2 separate regions of the Mus musculus genome follow, and region 1 is linked to region 2. The links are chromatin contacts, called in public promoter capture Hi-C maps. All regions are on one chromosome and are shown on one strand. Each heading gives the region's core, a stretch centred on a gene start, on an enhancer-like site or on the middle of the called end of the contact. The rest is flanking DNA. Distances are from core to core; before and after follow the strand shown.

Region 1 (4,399 bases), core at 1,536-4,035, 1.3 Mb after region 2:
CCAAATGCAGTGGAGAAGGTGTGTGGCAGGAACCTCTGTGAGGCTACATTGCTGATATGACTACATAGATCTAATATGGAGGGAGGTGCCTACTCCCCCACCCCATTCAGCAGCCTCCTGAGGGGTTTGACTGCTGCCTCCTCTGCCTCTTCAAAGTCTCCCAGTCCTTTCCTTTCCTCCCAAAGCCTTCAGCCTAACAGGCAGCACAGTAGACCAAAGATGCTGCCCTCTCCACAGCCCTGAGGAGCCTCTAGACAGCCCTACAAAGACGTACCCGCCCCAAGGCAAGAGACTGGCCACTAGACATAGACCAGAAAAAATGGAATGAACGAAGCCAACAGTGATTAGCCTCTGAAAATTATGAACTGGTCTGCAGTAGACTGGAGAGGGAATCTGAATTCGTCCCCAAGAGCTGTACAAGGTCTTCAGTACAAGAGAAAGTCTCTAAAAATTGTTTCTGGCTTCTCTCTGCACACTGCACCTGGCCCTGGGAAGAGCAACAGACTCACCTCCTCCTCAGCAAAGCATTTATAGGGCATTCCACATGCAGTGGCTTATGGTGAGTTACAGCATAATCTTGGGCATTTGTGCTCAGGTTTCCTTTAAGCTGCTTCTACAAATGAATAACCAACAATGTTTAATGACTTGCCCAAGGGCACATGCCTCTCAGTAGCCTCCTGAACACCCTATCCAGGGCTCAGATAACTGAGCTACACACTACAGGACTGACTTGAGGGCATTATTAACGAATGCTGCCATTATGTACCCAGCTATTACCTGAGGACCCAGCTATCCTACTCCTGGGCATATACCCAAAGATGCTCCAACATGAAATAAGGACACACGCTCCACTATGTTCATAGCAGCCTTATTTATAATAGCCAGAAGCTGGAAAGAATCCAGATGTCCCTCAACAGAGGAATGGATACAGAAAATGTGATACATTTACACAATGGAGTACTACTCAACTATTAAAAATGATGAATTTGCCAGGCGTGGTGGTGCACGCCTTTAATCCCAGCACTTGGGAGGAAGAGGCAGGCAGATCTCTGAGTTCGAGGTCAGCCTGGTCTACAGAGTGAGTTCCAGGACAGCCAAGACTAACAGAGAAACCTTGTCTCGAAAAAAACAACAAACAAACAAACAACAACAACAACAAAAACCGATGAATTTATGAAGTTCTAAGGCAAATGGATAGAACTAGAAAATATCATGCTGAGTGAGGTAACCCAACCGCAAAAGAAAACACATGGTATGCACTCACTGATAAGTGGATACAAGCCCTAAAATAACCAGGATTCAATTCACAGACCACATGAAGCTCAAGAAGGAAGACCAAAGAGTGGGTGCTTCGGTCCTTCTTGGAGAACAAAATACTCATAGGAGCAAATATGGAGATAAAGTGTAGAGCAGAGCCTAAAGGAAAGGCCACCCAGAGACTGTCCCACCTGGGAATTTATCCCATATACAATTATCAAACCCAGATACTATTGTGGATGCCAAGAAGTGCATGCTGAAAGGAGCCTGATATGTCTGTCTCCTGAGAGGCCTTGCCAGAGCCTTACAAATAGAGGCAGATGTTAGCAGCCAAACATTGGAAGTGTATTCTTAATCTACTTTGCTTGCTACTATCTACGAGGAATGCAAGAACCTGGAACTCCCTCTAGTGGTGTTTACCAATTCTGCCAATATCATGGCCACAGACAATATTTTCGTGTGCAGCTATAAAGACATGTCAGGAATGTTCCTCTAGTTAGATGATTCTAGGAAATCAAATGGGAAATCACTCATAATTCTTTTCTCTAGGTTAGAAAATGTCTATCTGTCCAGAAGCTGCAATATCTTTTTTATCAACTTGAAGGAGCTGAAAAACTCCCAGGACCTTTAGAAACAGGAAGGTAGTAATCGCATGAGTCTTTTATGTTCTACTTGCTTTGGTCAAGTGACCCTAGAGAGGCAAAGTGGGAAGTTATTAAAACTCAAGAAGCAGGGAAGACTAGATTATTTCTCAACTCACTCTCAGGGCACATGAACATGTTAAATATTTATTCTTGGACTTCCGGACTCTTTAAAATTACTATGAATATTTTACAAATACGTGTGGGTGTGCCTTTATGTGAACCAAGTGTGGCAGAGGCCAAAGGCATGGGATCCCATAAAACTCTGGATGGACACACACACACACACACACACACACACACACACACACATATACATGGCTATTTGTCTTCATTCGTGAACCAGACATAATGATTGTGGTTTCCTCATTTGTTATATGAGTATGTGCCACGGCATGCATGTGGAGATCAGAGGACAACTTGAGGAAGTTGGTTTTCTTTCCTTCCACCTTGTGGATGCTTTTATTCACCGAGCCAGCTCACCAGCTATGCCATTTCTGTTAAGCAAAGAGGACAAAAATTCGTGAGTGACTCTCAAGACCCAAGAGGACTCAAAGGGGTTTCAGTCACAGAATCGTCACGTTCGGCCTGGTAGTGTAATACTGTAAGCCAGTTGCCATTTATACCGTTTTTTAAAAAGTAATAATAATAACTCTATGCCAAAACATGGCTAGTGTCTCACTAGAATGGAAACAAACCTTAGCTCAGTCAGCACCTAGCATAGGACTCACTAAAAGGCAAATGAAAAGAACTGCGGGCTAGGGACGGAGGGGGCGGGGACGGAGGCGGGACTTTGTCTCCCAGCAACGGCCGCAGCGATTGGCCAGCTCTCCCGCAGCGGAGACCAATAGTCAGGCGCGCTGCCCACGTTCGACATCACAAGTGCGGCTGCGCGGGGAATTCGAATCGCCGGCGGCCTTCGAGACTCGGGGTTAGGGGCTGATGGGGAGTTTGGTCGGCGGCTGGTGGGGTATTTCGCCGCTGCGCGTTTTTTCTCGTCATGGACAACCTAGAAAATGTCTTTCGGTAAGTGTCGGTCAGGTGCGGTGAGGTGGGCCGGTCGGGACGGTTAGAGTCCGGGTCCCTCAGGCGCGCTTTCTCCTCAGCGCCGCTTCCTCAGCGGGTTCGCTGCACCAGGCCTCAGCCAAGGCGGTAGCCCCCGGGTCACTCGAGTAGACGTGCAAGCTGCAGCCGGCTACCGTTTTGTGCCGAGGATTTGGGCAGTCTGCGGAACCTTCTGAAGTCACGTATCTTCTCCATGGGGAACTTCCTCTAGACGCGAGGGACGCCCCGCCTTCAAAACCCAAACTTGTGTGGTGGTGGAGATTTTTGGAGAAAATTTCAAAGTCTGATAAAAATGCCACCCAACTAAGGAAAGAATTTATTATTTCTCGATTGCCTGATACGTAAGAAAAAAATTAAAGCTGAACTTTATGGGGGGGGGGGAATGCTTGCTATTAAGTCATTTGAGGCTTCCTGCAGGCACTGATTGGTTATTTGTTTTTGTTTTGGGGTCTGGGGGCGGGCGCTTAGGTGACTTACTCAGCCTGTGATGTTAAGCCATTTAAAACTGTTAAATCGGATGTTACAAGAAATACAATTTTATTTTCATCAGTTCTTTAGGTATTCTAAGAGTAAGATATCCAAAATCTGTTGGCGTTAAGCAATTTAATTTTTGATCAGATCGACTAAGGATTTCCCCTCCCCGTTCTAAAATAGAAGCTAGGTATTTTGATTTTTAAAGACTAATTTATTTTAATGATTTGATGTTTAAGCCATTTTCCCAGGAGGTGTGGTTGGTGTGGGGCTATTCAATGTTTGTTTATCTTGGACAAATATTTGTATTTCTTATTTTGCTAAATAAGAACTTCTAAACACAGAAGTAGTGCTGACATTTCAAACATGCTAAAAAGAATCCAAAATGAATCCAAAGTGAAAAAGTGAGAATCGTTGACTTAAAAATAAATTGCTAAAATCTCTACTAAATTATGAGAAAACCATTGCAGTTTCTCTGAATGATCATTTCAGTTTGCCAGTGAAATATATTTTGAGATATAGTTTTCTGGTCATCTACCAAAATACTACTTTTAAATTCTTTTTCTCCTAATCTTATCATTTCTCAGTTTAAAAACCTATGGTTGTTTCTCAACTTGATGCATACTGAGAATACAGTTAATTGCCATGTATCCTCTCTCCAAAGTTGTACACATACTATTCTCACCCTTACTTGCTGTAACTTCTGAACTCATTACTGTTTATGGTTCCAGCCCTGCTCCTTTTTGTGAAGGAACAAAGAAGACATTTAAAATGCAGATAGAGCTTGCCACCTCTTCTCTTCACACTTTATTTGACTCTTTCTGCTCAAGTTCTGTCAGCCTGTATGATTTCCCTAACATGCCTGTGGTAGCTAGCTAACAAGTCCTTAAGTATAACATATGCCCACTCTTACTCCTTTAGTTTGCCCCCCTTTTCTATTTAATAGTTAACGAAACATGGTACTA
Region 2 (4,585 bases), core at 1,565-4,064:
GGCTCTACACTTCTCTGGAACCAACCCACACAATTAAGCCATGATTTTCTACCATTGCCCATGGGACAGAATCCAGAAGGCTTTGTCTAGCCAGGGCTGGCTTTCCACGACTGTGCCTTCCATCCAGACCAGCTTTATTTTCCATTGCTTCATGGCCGGGGGGGGGGGGGGGGGGGGCATCGACTGTACCCAGGCTGGCTTGTCCTTCCCACCACTCCCTTCTGCGCAGCTGTACACAGTTATTTAGCAAAAGGTAAGCTTAGATTTTTATATTTTATTTCTTGGGGGTTTTCCCATAATTATCTACTGAGTGCCACCATTCATAAAATTAGGAAAAAATAACTTCCTCAGAAGTCTTATCTGCTTCACAGCCCACCCTCTGGTTCCTGCCTTGTACCAATCCTGAGCAACAATGAAGCTACCTGAATTCTACAGACGAGAACTCAAGTCTCAGAAGACACGGGTTCCTCCTCAGCTGGAAGAATCCTGGGCCAGAGAGCTCTAGTCTCCGCTCAGGACCTGTTTATTCCACGGGTTAAGGTCATCCCAGTCTCCCTCACTAAAGTGAAAGCTCACGGGAACATGGGCCATCCTCACTTCCTATATTTGGCAAACAATGAGCACATTAGTGTCTTAATCTATGCAGACTGCTAAGACAGTACGCCGTGGACTCTAAGCAACAGAAATGTATTGCCCAGAGGAGGCTGGGAAATTCCAGATCAGAATACTCACAGGTTATGTCTCCTGAAGGCCCATCATTTGACCTACAGAAATCCATCCTCTTTCTTGTCCTCATGGCAGAAGACTGAGGGAGCTCTCTGGGAGTTTCTTATGAGAGCATTGACCCATGAAAGTTTCACTCTATTATCTGATCACCACTCAGAGGCCTGCCTCCTGATGCTACCATATTTGGAGTCAGACTCAACACTGGAATTCTGAGGCACACAGTCTACTACAGATGGGTTATAACTACTCTACATTAAAAAAAAAAAAAGCAGCACTAGGTAAATGGTTAGGCTTTTGTTTTTGGTTTCATTTACAGAGTTGCTGTGCATGCATGTGCGAGTGTGTGTGCTTGTATGTGCATGTGTGTCCTGTTACTGAACCCAGGTCTTCATGTCAGTGGAATAGGCAAGTACTCTAACTGGACAACAGTCTCACCAGCCCCTCAAATTCAGTATAAAGATGAAATTCCCGAGTTGAGGATGTAGTTCACTCAGTAGAGTGCTAGCTTAGCTTGTTCAGAGCCTCAAGTTTGATCTCCAGCATCAAATAAACTGGGCTTAGTGGTGTGGGCCGGTAATCCTAGCCCTTTGGGAGGTGCAGACAGGACGAGCAGAAATTCAAGGTTGTCCTAGGTTTCATAGTTCAAGACCATCCTGGACCCTGACTCAAAAAGTTTAAATTCCCTCCCCCTCGTTCTCCCACCCTTGAGATCTTTTTTAAAAAATGTGTGGGTTTGCCTGCATGTATGTCTGTGTAGCATATGTATACTGTGTCGGAGGAGGCCAGAAGAGGGTGTCAGGTTCCCCTGGAACTGGAGTTACAGAGGACTGTTAGCTACGGAGTAGGTGCTGGGAACTGACTTCAGGTCCTCTGAAAGAGCGATCAGTTATCTCTCCAGCCCAGTGCTGTCCCTTTGACAGACTGATCACTGCTATCCTAGAAAGTATTTGATAAAGTTAAAAGAACAAAGACCCTGGTAAGTTAGCCTCGGCCAAATCATAGTTGGATCGTTCTTATCAGCTTTCCTCATGGAGGTGGAGTGCCCCCTATCGGAATGGCTAGAAAGTAGCCGCTCCCCCACCCCCATGTCTGCAAGGTCTTTCTCTGTACAAGATGTGTAGGTAGTGTTACCAGGACACAAACAGAATCATGACAACACTTTGCAGTGTAATTTCATGATTTATATATCAATTATGTTTTATGAAGTTATTTTTAACTGACTAAAAGGTTTTATAGCTGGAATGTTGCTATATTGGGATGGAAGACTGGAATAATCTTCCCCAGCCCTGCATTCCTCTCACCTCTTGCTCAAGGTGAGGCTATGCTAGGCAGGAGGAGGGGCAACTGCTTATCACCTGCCACTATTCCCGTTGAATGTCCAATCACCTCCTGCCTCTCTAGGCCTAAGAGCCACTTTGTATCCCCCCGCCCCCCCCCCCCCCCCCGCCCCGTCTCTAAAGTCCAGGCTTGTTTTCTTAATTTCTTAGATTAGTAAATCTAAACATGCTATTGTAGGCATTCCTGAGCTCTATGAACCCACTGTTAACTCTCTACTCCTTGGCCAAGGACAGCTTCTGTCATTCTGAGACAGTGGCCTGCTTTGTCCTTCCATGGCCTGCTGGATCCCTCTAAGTCTCCCTAGAAAAATACGAAAAGGGGCCAGGTGTGGTGGCACACGCCTTTAATCCCAGCACTCGGGAGGCAGAGGCAGGTGGATTTCTGAGTTCGAGGCCAGCCTGGTCTACAAAGTGATTTCCAGGACAGACAGGGCTATACAGAAAAACCCTGTCCCGAAAAAAAAAGAAAGAAAGAAAGAAAGAAAGAAAGAAAGAAAGAAAGAAAGAAAGAAAGAAAGAGAAAAAGAAAAAGACGAAAGGGTACAATACAAAAGGAAAAAATACAAGGAACCAAAGAGGAAAAATACAAAAAGCACAAGCAGGTCCTATATCCAGACCATGAGGCCATCGCCACTGTCAGCTAACCCTGGAGAGGCTCCTTCCTTGGCAACAAGGTCAAGTTCACAGTCTGCAAAGCAGGACTGGCCAGAGCCCTCATTTGATTATAGCTTAATCCTAATCTGACCAGGTTTGGATGCAAAGCTTTCTCAGTTTAACAGTGACCGGAGTATCTCTGCTCTTTAGGACAGAGCTTTCTATCTTAAGGTCCCAACAAGTGCTTTTTGGTGTCGGTGCTAGAGTTTCATGTTTGCTGAGCAAGTGCTCTACCGCCGAGCTGCATCTCCAAACCCACACAGGAAGCCTTGTAAAAAACTGAAATGAAAGAAAATACCAGAGCACATTCAACAATGTGAGTATTATTTCCTGAAAATTGTGGTAAGGCGTGTGTGTGTGTGTGTGTATGTGTGTGTAAACTGTTCATAATATAAAATGTATTTCTTTGTGTGGGTGGGGGTTTAAAAAGTTTTGAAAATATTGACTTAAAGGAAAATATCCATTCCTCAAATAGTATACAAATATTATCAGAGCTGTGTCTTGCTCTAGGAGAAAGAAAAACAAAAGTTGGCTACCACATCTGGAAAGCTCCGGATGGGGTAAGTACAAAGGCCACCAGCACAGGATGTAAAAACCACAGTCTGAGGGGTGTCATGGGAGAAGCCACCTCCTTCTTTAGGCCTGATGGCTGGTTCTGACATTGGCTAGGGAAGGAAGGGAAATGGTATGCTTCTGATGAAGCACGGATACCAAGCCACAGCCCCAAGCCCCATGGCTGGAGCTGCTACCAAGACCTTGGTGTGAATGCTGGGAAAGGACCCAGAGTGATGGGAACAGACAGGGATGAGAAGAACAAAAGTGGGAGATATGGATATATAAATATAAATATGTATATATAATTGAGTATTTATATTATATTTAATGTATGTATGTATATGTGTATATATAATATTTTTTAAGGGAAGGGGGGTGGAACAGTGGAGGACAGCCACTTGAAGGCCAGATGTTGCCTTTGTTTCTACCTCAAGGCCTTTTTAGACTTACCTCATTACTGATTCTGATTAAGATGTATGCTACATGAGTCCATGGTCCGATAGGAATTTCTACATTTAGATTTTCCTTGTATGTTCCTGTCTGGCTAGAGCCAGTGTTGCTGTCTGGTTACCAGACTCAGCTGTGCCTCCCCTCACAAAGCACAGGGGTTTTCTCTTCTCATGTTCTCTGGGTTTCCCTGCTGAGCCCTATAGCCTGTCCTTTCGGCTATTTTGTGGATGCTTTTTTCTTTACCCTTCTCCACTTTTTCAACCCCTTAATATTAGATAGAAGAGAGAAAAGGATGGCGGGGAAAGGGGGCGATGATATTGTTAGGATAATTCCTGCTGATTAGGGCTGTTGAGTTCCTTAGGGCAAGTTTGATCTTCACAGTCAGGATATCTTTCTCTTTCTTCCTTTCTCTCTCTCTCTTTCTTCCTTTCTCTCTCCTTCTTTCTCTCTCTCTCTCTTTTTTCCGAGACAGGGTTTCTCTGTATAGCCCTGGCTGTCCTGGAACTCACTCTGTAGACCAGGCTGGCCTCAAACTCAGAAATCCACCTGCCTCTGCCTCCCGAGTGCTGGAATCAAAGGTGTGCGCCACCACTGCCCGGTGGATATCTCATTTCTTGTTTCTTTGTGCACAACTATTTAACAAATAGCAACCAACCAACAACCAACATTGAACCAACAACTGGCCAGTCAGCCCCGTCGATTGGGGTGCTAGCATTTATACATCCTCTGAAAGGTCGCCAGAATTCCAGATCTCATACAATAACAGAAAGTATCTGCGGCTGGCAAAACCACGCCCCTTCTTAGAGCAGGAGGCAAGTCATCGTCAGCCGCATATCCCACACCTGGGATTAAAAGTCTTATAA

The links. Promoter capture Hi-C pulls out the DNA fragments that hold promoters and counts their contacts.
Region 1: a promoter capture Hi-C map of pre-B cells shows a contact between it and region 2, with 2.4 times the contacts expected there. The contact joins the promoter of Bub1 here to the promoter of AI847159 in region 2. A contact is called at or near these places in 2 of 39 promoter capture datasets (hippocampal neurons and pre-B cells), 1 of 484 Hi-C or Micro-C datasets (CD4 T cells) and 2 of 115 datasets of contacts at active chromatin or transcription factors (astrocytes and embryonic stem cells).

Annotation. Positions count from the first base shown.
Region 1 is chr2:127,830,245-127,834,643 of GRCm38.p6, reverse strand. It overlaps Bub1 (BUB1, mitotic checkpoint serine/threonine kinase), which reads left to right and starts at 2,785. Exons shown (of 25, transcript NM_009772.2): 1 at 2,785-2,924. The coding sequence starts at 2,899.
Region 2 is chr2:129,178,902-129,183,486 of GRCm38.p6, reverse strand. It overlaps AI847159 (expressed sequence AI847159), which reads left to right and starts at 2,814. Exons shown (of 3, transcript NR_045264.1): 1 at 2,814-3,033; 2 at 3,228-3,277. Gm39932 (a long non-coding RNA gene) reads right to left here and starts at 884. Exons shown (of 2, transcript XR_866734.2): 1 at 733-884.